Regions from separate parts of the Mus musculus genome. Here region 1 is linked to region 2. The links are chromatin contacts, called in public ChIA-PET maps. All regions are on one chromosome and are shown on one strand. The core of a region is the stretch at or near the end of the contact, and the rest is flanking DNA. Distances in the headings are between cores, read along the strand shown.

Evidence for each region. ChIA-PET counts read pairs in DNA pulled down with a chosen protein or histone mark.
Region 1: an RNA polymerase II ChIA-PET map of memory CD8 T cells shows a contact between it and region 2, with 33 read pairs. The contact joins the enhancer-like site here to the promoter of Dnah11 in region 2. A contact is called at or near these places in 1 of 39 promoter capture datasets (liver), 2 of 484 Hi-C or Micro-C datasets (liver and nephron progenitors), 1 of 115 datasets of contacts at active chromatin or transcription factors (memory CD8 T cells) and 2 of 9 other capture datasets (adipose tissue and embryonic stem cells).

The regions. Positions count from the first base shown.
Region 1 is chr12:118,252,810-118,257,309 of GRCm38.p6, forward strand. Sp4 (trans-acting transcription factor 4) reads right to left here. Exons shown (of 6, transcript NM_009239.4): 5 at 1,601-1,800. Among named protein-coding and RNA genes, the nearest start is that of Sp4, 46 kb to the right of the region's middle. Within about 2 kb of position 2,817, at least 31 of the 459 cell types and tissues checked have an H3K27ac peak or open chromatin away from gene starts, as enhancers often do. A contact at or near this core is called in memory CD8 T cells, where this site is marked.
Region 2 is chr12:118,197,063-118,202,129 of GRCm38.p6, forward strand. Dnah11 (dynein, axonemal, heavy chain 11) reads right to left here and starts at 1,981. Exons shown (of 82, transcript NM_010060.3): 1 at 1,477-1,981. The coding sequence starts at 1,770.

The DNA.
Region 1 (4,500 bases), core at 1,567-4,066, 57 kb after region 2:
GACCCAGAAATTAAGGCACAATCATAGAGGACAGTTTGAGATAAATGTAATTATAAATTAGTCAGAAGAATAAACTAGTCAAAAACTGGCTTTTCATATGAAACAATTTGTAGCCTCAATTCATTATTCGAGACAAGGAAAAAGAAGAAGAGGAAGAAGAACAAAATCACCCTTTTGCATAATCTAAAGGACCGAACTGGAGGCAAAAACGAAAAACTCAGAGCTGTTAAAAAAAGTTTCAAATAACTTCAGTATATCTTAGACTTTAATATATATTTTTAATTATATGACTGAGAAACACTCCTGAAGAAAAATGAGAAGTACCACGACTAAGAAGTAAAATAAACAACGTACACAAGAAGATGCTTAATTTCAGGGATCATCACAAAATGCCAACTTTAAAAACAGAAACAGTTTTAGATAAACACAAACTTCTGAAGCCTGGAACTACAGCAGTGAGAGCATATGAACAGAACTTCTGATCAGCACTAGTGAGGCAGAAATGTTAAGGAGCCACTTTAGAGACTCTACTACCAAACACACATTCTCTGTGATTAATACTCTTGCCCCTTAAACATGTCCAATACTTCAGAGAAGCAAAGTTGGTGACAGCAAATAACCCTCCAATAACTAACAGTATGCAAAATGATCAGTGTGATAATCACATGACAGAATACTGCACATCTCTAAAAATATAAACACACATGCATAGTGGACTTGAGTAAAAGTATGTGGATGGTATCATATAATATTTATGGCCTGTATAAAACACTACTTCCATGTATACCCACAGATAATATGCACTGGTTTAGAAATATACTAGAAGCCAAATCATAGACTGATGGTGGCTTTTGACTTTGGTCCTAACTTCTTTAGTGAGTTGATTTACTAAAAGTAACAAAAAAATATAACTTGAGTGTTAAGTGGATGTTTGTTGTATTATTTTTGACACTCCCTGGGCTTGAAAAGGCAAAACAGAGTCACTAATACCATTATAGGGATTAAAGGGAAATACTCCCTGCCCTGACTTGACCTGAAGCTCCTAAGGCTTGAAAATCTCTACTCATGACTTAGTGATATAGCACCCCCCCAAAAAAAAGTCAACCAGCCATGCTGTACTTTTCCACCAGCTCACTGCACATGCTCCAAACACTATAAAACCCCTCCCCTTCACCCAGCCCTCTGCTGTTTAAGAGGTAGCTGCCATTCTGTTCTTCCCAGTAAATCTCTTATGTGATATTTGTTTTGTGGTATGACTTTGTGGTATTCTTTGGCTCCCAACTGACAAGATGCCCTTGCACTGGAAAAACCTATACAATCAAAATTTAATTCTCTTCTCATATATATATAATAAATATATACTCTTTAGAAAAATATATACATATACATACACACACTTTAGAAAAACATGGTATGGATTTAGCATCCTAATGAGCAAAAGGAAAAAATTCCAGGCCATATAAATCTGGTGATAAAATTTAGTAAGTAAAATAAATGTATGTCAGAAAGAAAGCAAGGCATCTTGACCTTCAACAGTGCAACTTTCACTAAGCACTCGAAAACGAAGTAGTATCTCTCTCTCCAAGAGAAACCAACTAACCTGTGTGGGTCCTTCTGTGTCTCTGAAGCTCATCGCTCCTTGTGAATCTTTTGCCACAAAACATCCAGTTGCATATGAACGGTCTTTCTCCAGTGTGCCATCGGAGATGTGCTCGGAGGTGAGAGGTCTTGCCATATACTTTCCCACACCCTTCAATGTGGCAAACATGCTGCTTCTTCTTTCCTGGTTCACTGCTGCCCCTAACAGAACAAAACCAATACCATTATACCCTAAACTCAGCTTCTATCTGTGCCAAAAACACAGGTAGGCCATCTACATGATTAGAAAATGCTTTTCTGAGTATGTCTGAACAAAAACACATGAGAAATTTTTTCATTAAGGAAAAAAAAATCAAATATGGTCATGTACTATATAAACACTTATATGAAAATGTGGTAAGCTTCAGAATTTATGTCTACTACATAGCTCAGACTGCCTGTACTAGCTATAATGTTGCAGTTATCCTCATATTCACGATTTCCCTGTCACAGACTCCCTATTGTTGGAGTTGTAGGCATGCTACCCACAGGTAGGAAAGAAAACAAACCTCTTGAGAATTATCCTCTAAATATCAAAAAGATAGTTAAAATATACCGTGCACACCTTTAATCCTAGCACTTGGGAGGCAGAGACAGGCAAATTTCTGAGTTTGAGGCCAGCCTGGTCTACAGAGTGAGTTCCAGAACAGCCAGGGAAACCCTGTCTTGGGGGGCGGGGGGAATACGGTTCTAAGATTCACTTGTAGAGCAGGTCAGTGTGACAAGGAATTCCATGAACCCCTCCCAGCAAAACTAATAAATTATAAATCTACCTCCCAATACACTATTCAAAAATCTCTGGTCATAGTCCTAAAAACTAATAACAGCAAAAACTAATATTCTCTCTGAAATCTAAAGTATGTAACAATGGAGTCTATAGATCTAAGACTAACTCCTTTTCTTCCTTTCCACCTCCATGACAAAGGAGAGTTACAGAACAGTACAGCCATGAGGGCTTCCTCCCTCCAGCCTCTTCCAGAGAGGGGCAGGGCACAGTGCTTCTCATTCTACTGCCTGTTGCTGAGGCTGAGCTCCTGTTGAGTGTGGCTAAAAGGCACCCAGTGCCCAACTTACTGAACTCTGCAGTAATTGTGACTGATGAAAATGATATGGCCTAGGTGTTTCCTGACCTTCATGCACAGTTCATAAATTAGAGCTGCCAAGCCGGAAGAGGCAAGGTTAAGAAAATGTGAGCCTATTGTCCCTGCCTCCAAGCACTCAGCTGTTACATCAGGTAGCACTCTACCACACTTGCCACTTAAAAGCCCCAATTCTAGCTAGAATGAACTCCAATCTCAAAGAAACTGACCATCTGTAACCATCTGTAAGAAAGCTGAAGTTTAACTGAAGGGCTTGTTTTTAAAAGGAAACCACTGTTGCAAAGGCACCTGAGGGAAAGATACAGCGTTACTCGAGATAAGGCAAAACCACAGGTTGGTGAATCTGTGAAAAGAAGCACAGGTAGACAGGGAGAGTGAGCTTTGAGATCGGAAAAAAACATATGCTCCCAGAAGTCAACAAAGCAATAAAGCTTCAGCTAAACTAACCAAGACAAAAAGACTCAATTACCCCACTCACAAATAAAAATCATTATCAATCTCATGAAAATAAAAGGGCTCTTAGAGGAGCATTAAGTGTCACCAACCACCTAGGCTGACACATCTTAAACAGAAAATTTGAAAAACAAACAAGCAAAGACAAATGGTCAAAGTAAATCTGTAACAAAAAGAACTAGTCAGAAAAAAAACTACAAAGCGGAGAGTCAAATAGCTTTTCTCGTGAAATCCCTTTCCCCTGTATGTATAAGTTTTTGCTTGTTTTGAGACAAGGTCTCACTATACAGCACTGACTGTCCTGGAATTCATTAAGTAAACCAGATTGGCCTAAAAGAGAACCAACTGACTCTGCTACCTAGTGCTTGGGATAAAGGTTTGTACTATTATAATCACCTCCTGCTCAGTGTGTGTGTGTGTGTGTGTGTGTGTGTGTGTGTGTGTGTGTGTGTGTGTGAACTTTTTCAAGCTTTTCAAAGACTTGTTCAAAGAAGAAAACTACAGGGAACACTTCCCAATTCACTTGAAGGCCAATATACAAGAAAAGTAGAGACAAGCACCTCATGAACACATATGAAGAGAATCCTCAACATCAGCAAACTAAGCAGTGTATGGCACATGCTTATGATGCCAGCATTCCCCAGAGACAGAGACACAAGAGAGGCTGGCAGAGAGAGGGAGGGGGAAAGGAGGGGGAAAAGGGTGCAGCAGACAAAATCCAGTCACTTATAAAGAGAATTATACACCATAACCAGGAGGGTTTTACCATACATATGCAAAAATCCTTTGACTTGTAACAACTATACAGATTTTTTAAAAGCTCATAATTATTATAATAAATGCAATAAAGTGTTAGGCATTAAAAACCCTTTATGATTAAAATGAGAGAAAGAGAGGGGGAGAAAAAGGCAATGGAAGGGAGCTTCCTCAACTTAATCCAGGGTTCTAAAGTTGTATTTAAACAGTGAGAAACTAGATGATCTGTTCCCCTACCCTGAAAAAAAAAAATCAGATATTCTCCAAGGTGGAATAAGAAGTAAAACCAAAATTAGACACTATTAATGTATCTCTATAATAATAACATACTGTAACTATCTCTAAAATATTTAGTATATAACACTATAATATAGAAAATTTTATTCATTTTTTCATGCAGTATATTTTGACCATGCTTTTCATTCCTGATGCCCCCCCAGAAATTCTCCATCTCTCTATCCAAGCAACTTTATGTTGCTTCTTTTTCAAAAGAAAACTAAACCATAGAAACTAAAGTCAGAACAACCAGGCAAAAGACCAACAAGGCAAAAAT
Region 2 (5,067 bases), core at 731-3,230:
ATAAAAAGGGGTTAATTTGCATTCCTGCTGTCAAGGCAAAGAAGTGTTTAGCCAAGATAATTTAACATTCCTATAACTGTTAAGGGTTTTTTGGTTTTGTTTGGTTTGGTAAATACTACACTATTTAGTTTCTATGCTCTGAGAGTTTAAGGTGTCTTGACTTGTCTGACATACTAACTTATTTTTTAAAGTTATAATTAGGAGAATATCAAAACAAAGATATTCAAAACTCACACAGCTGTAATGCAACCATTCTGAGGGCTTGCCTCACACCTATCCTAAATGACGACATCTGGTCATTTACAACATGAACCCCAGGCCCAACAGATAACCTACTGGGCAAGGGCTCCAAAATCAGAAAAGAAGGAAGGAAAAGAAAGCAAAAAAAGGCAATGCCTATTAAGCTTGAAGCCTGTGCAAATTACAAGCTACACACACACACACACACCATGGAACTACCATCAGTTTTAAAGAAAAACACATCAGAGAATAAGACAATTGGACATAAGTTTTCAGAGTGCTATTGATATGTAACTTTCCAGGGCACACCTCTGCTATAAACAAGTAGACAGGTTACTTTACTTGGAATTTACGTTGGGGGTGGGGGGTGGGGGCAGACGTTTCCTTTTCAAGCACCCACATGGTGGTAATTCACAATAATTTGTAACCCCAGTTCCAAGGAATCCCAACACATCTCTTCTGACCTCCATGGGCACCAGATACCCACAAGGTGCACAGACATACATGCGGGCAAACATACATACACATAAAAAATGAATATATGTTCTAAAAAGAATTTACAATTTAATTGCTAAGATAATGCTCCTTGAAATCACTATCTAATCTATGCAACAAATATGTTTATTCTGTGTTTTAAATGACACCAGCCAGTCTAATGGTTGTTATTGTTGGTTTTGTTGTTTATATTTTGTTTGTTTGTGGTTTTGACAGGGTCTCATGGTGTAGTCCTGGAACTTGCTGTGTAGACCAGGCTGGCCAGGAACTCACAGAGATCCTCCTGCCTCCTCTGCCTCCCAAGTGCCAGGGGTAATATAGTAAGTGCCACAATAATCCAGCCAGTCCCCCGCCCCGCTTTTTGTTAGAACTCGATTATTTCTTTCCTGGACAAAATGTAGTTGGTAGATACTGAAACAACTCAAGCTATAAGGGTTTTGCCTAATACTTTGCTATCGTTTTTTAAAAGGATATGACTCTAGAGTTCCACCGGGGACTGAAACATAAGTTATTTGGCCCAAAAAGCTCCCCAGGCGCCATAAGCCCAGGCATCACAGACTGCGCTAGTTTTCTAACATCATTTTAGACAACCATCCCTTCTGGCAGGCATCCCTTGTAGAAAACTAAAGTACAGCGTTTTCTGCAGAGCTGGTGCACACGGGGACCCGGATCAGTCCAAGAGGCTGACTTCAAGTTCTGTTTAAGTCCGGCAGCGGGCATCCCTCTCGGGTCGCGCCTTACCTCGGGGGAAGCCGAGAGCCGCCCGGCGGTCGCAACACTAAACACCAGGCTGGCAGGACCAGTGCTCTCCAAAAAGTCTCCTAGGACCTGCCGGTGGTCATCGCTCTCCAGATACTGGCCCCACGTCTCCTCCGGGAACCTCAACGCCTGGCGCAGACGGCCTCCCAGGAAGCGCACCCGCGGGTCTAGGGCAAAGCGTTGCACTCTCCTTGCAGCCGCCGCCTCCTCGTCCTCCTCGTCCTCCTGCTCTGAGGGGCTGAGCCTCAGCACAGTCCCTTCCTCCTGTGCTGCCATCTCGTACCTAGAGAGGATTCTTGGAGTCGTGCGCCAAGGAGGCTATCACCGAGCCAGCGCCAGCCGCTCTGCCTGCAGAGCTAGGTGCACTGGAAGCGAGGTGGCTCGGACTGCAGCGCGTCCCGTTGCCAGGGAGATGGCTGCCCCGCCCCGTCCCGGGAGTGAGGGAGGAGCGAGAGTCTTGGGTCGCCCGGTAGCTCTCAGGCAGAGACCGGGAAATCAACTGGATTTCTCTGCTTTCCTCCCCTGGGCATCTTGGGGATCCCAGAAATGTTCCAGGACTAGTTAGCGGCTCTGGATTCAGCAGTACTGTCTTGAGCAGATAGTCCTGCTAAATTTGCCGCCATGGTAAATTTATCTAATCCCTAGAAAGCTGGGGCTAAATGCTCAATGTTTAACTGTGGATGAAGTATGGTCCAAAGTAGTTAGGTAGCAAGAAATGCTGCCACACACATCGTACACAGAGAATTGCTTATTCAATAAGTTTAGAGAAAGAATAAGTTACGTTACATTGTAAGTCAATAAACTACTTTCAATTTGGGGAAGGAACATTTTGAGCAAAAATACTAATATTAAAGTAAGATTTTTTCAAGGACTTAAATGTAACAAAATAGTAAAAGAATATGTAGCAAAGAATGTAGCTTCCTAGCTGCCATCAGAACAGTGACGTTGCACTGGACAGAGCCTGCCACATTCACCAAGGCCAGTGCAATTTTAACTTGTCATTGGGTTTTCTCCAGCAGAATAGTTTCTTTTTTCAGAAATAATTTACTCTATAAACCCAGTCTTTCATTGCAGTAGATATTAAGAAGTGCGTTTCCCTAGAAAATTTGTATCTCAGAGTAATAAATCCATCACTTAAGAAAGGCATGCTTTTTCTCAATATTTTTTCAAGTATGATTTAAAAGCACCAAGCAGGTACCATAATGAGTTCACTTGGCTTCTCACACACACAAAAAAAATCTTTATTAAACACCTACTGAGTGCCAATCACTGCTGATGCTGAACACACAGTATTGTAGGCACACTAAGCTTCTGTCCTCACATCACTTGTCTAAGTTAGCTCCACACTGACTGGACTGAGGCTATTCCACCTGGGTTTGCCTTCTATTTCTATCAGATGCTGTCAGAGCCATCTAGGATAGGCTAAAGGCATGCAGGTGACTTTTCTAGAGATGACCCACCATTTTTGCATGGTGGTGATGGGTAAACTGAATAGCAAGGCCTTCAGAAATTTCCTCTCAAGATTGCTTCTTGCAGCTGATATGCCTTTCCCAGTCACTATTACATAGTATAATAACTTCTGGACATTAGCCTACTGTATTGAGCAGATTTCCTGCAGATCGACATAAAGATAAACTTTCATGAATTAATGCTGCTTAGATGAGTTAATGATTTCATAGAATTCCTGATTTGATTCAAATAATTTTAGGAAGAAAGTTTTTTACATGGTTTTAGTTGTTTTGCCTAAAAGATGTAATAAAATTAGAATCAGGAATAGAATTTACCCCCTCCTCATAAAGTAAAGGCTACATAATAAAGAATACAATGAGCTTTCATAATTACACTAAAAAGAATTATAGACCTGGGACAAATTTGTGTTCAAAGAAAAACACTCAGGTCCAAGGATGAAGCCACAGGTGTGCACTATGATAAGACAAGGCCATTTAAAAACTGTTGCTTTGTTTAGCAAATTGTATCTTATATCTTGGGTATTCTAAGTTTCTGGGCTAATATACACTTATCAGTGAGTACATATTGTGTGAGTTCTTTTGTGATTGGGTTACCTCACTCAGGATGATGCCCTCCAGGTCCATCCATTTGCCTAGGAATTTCATAAATTCATTGTTTTTAATAGCTGAGTACTACTCCATTGTGTAGATGTACCACATTTTCTATATCCATTCCTCTGTTGAGGGGCATCTGGGTTCTTTCCAGCTTCTGGCTATTATAAATAAGGCTGCTATGAACATAGTGGAGCATGTGTCCTTCTTAACAGTTGGAACATCTTCTGGATATATGCCCAGGAGAGGCATTGCGGGATCCTCCGGTAGTACTATGTCCAATTTTCTGAGGAACCGCCAGACTGATTTCCAGAGTGGTTGTACCAGCTTGCAATCCCACCAACAATGGAGGAGTGTTCCTCTTTCTTCACATCCTTGCCAGCATCTGCTGTCACCTGAATTTTTGATCCTAGCCATTCTGACTGGTGTGAGGTGGAATCTCAGGGTTGTTTTGATTTGCATTTCCCTGATGATTAAAGATGTTGAACATTTTTTTTCAAGTGCTTCTCAGCCCTTCGGTATTCCTCAGTTGAGAATTCTTTGTTTAGCTCTGTACCCCATTTTTAATGAGGTTATTTGAATTTCTGGAGTTCAGCATCTTGAGCAATCCCACCAACAATGGAGGAATACAATTTGCTAAACACATGAAACTCAAAAAGAACGAAGACCAAAGTGTGGACACTTTGCCCCTTCTTAGAATTGGGAACAAAACACCCATGGAAGGAGTTACAGAGACACAGTTTGGAACTGAGACGAAAGGATGGACCATCTAGAGACTGCCATATCCGGGGATCCATCCCATAATCAGCCTCCAAACGCTGACACCATTGCATACACTAGCAAGATTTTGCTGAAAGGACCCAGATATAGCTGTCTCTTGTGAGACTATACTGGGGCCTAGCAAACACAGAAGTGGATGCTCACAGTCAGCTATTGGATGGATCACAGGGCCCCCAATGGAGGAGCTAGAGAAAGTAACCAAGGAGCTAAAGGGATCTGCAACCCTATAGGTGGAACAACAATATGAACTACCCAGTACCCCCCAGAGCTCGTGTCTCTAGCTGCATATGTATCAGAAGATGGCCTAGTAGGCCATCAGTGGAGAGAGAGGCCCATTGGTCGTGCAAACTTTATCTGCTTCAGTACAGGGGAGCGCCAGGCCAAGAAGTGGGAGTGGGTGGGTGGGGGAGTGGGTGGGAGACTTTTGGGACAGCATTGGAAATGTAAATGAAATAAATACCTAATTAAAAAAAAAACTGTTGCTTTGAATTTATGAGCGTATGGAATGAAACACTGCTTTGAACTTGCTATGGATACCTCTCTGTAACTCCCCTTTTGTGTAACATTCTATCTCTGAGGTAATTCTTTCTTACATAGAGAACTTTTTGTCTGAAAAGCTATAAAAATTGCTGCTAGCCACGAAGAAAGGAAGTGTAACCATTTCTGCTATATGTAGAAGGTGCAAGTGTCTATGTGTGTGCTTGAGTTCTCCCCTTTTTTCCTTTCCTTTTCT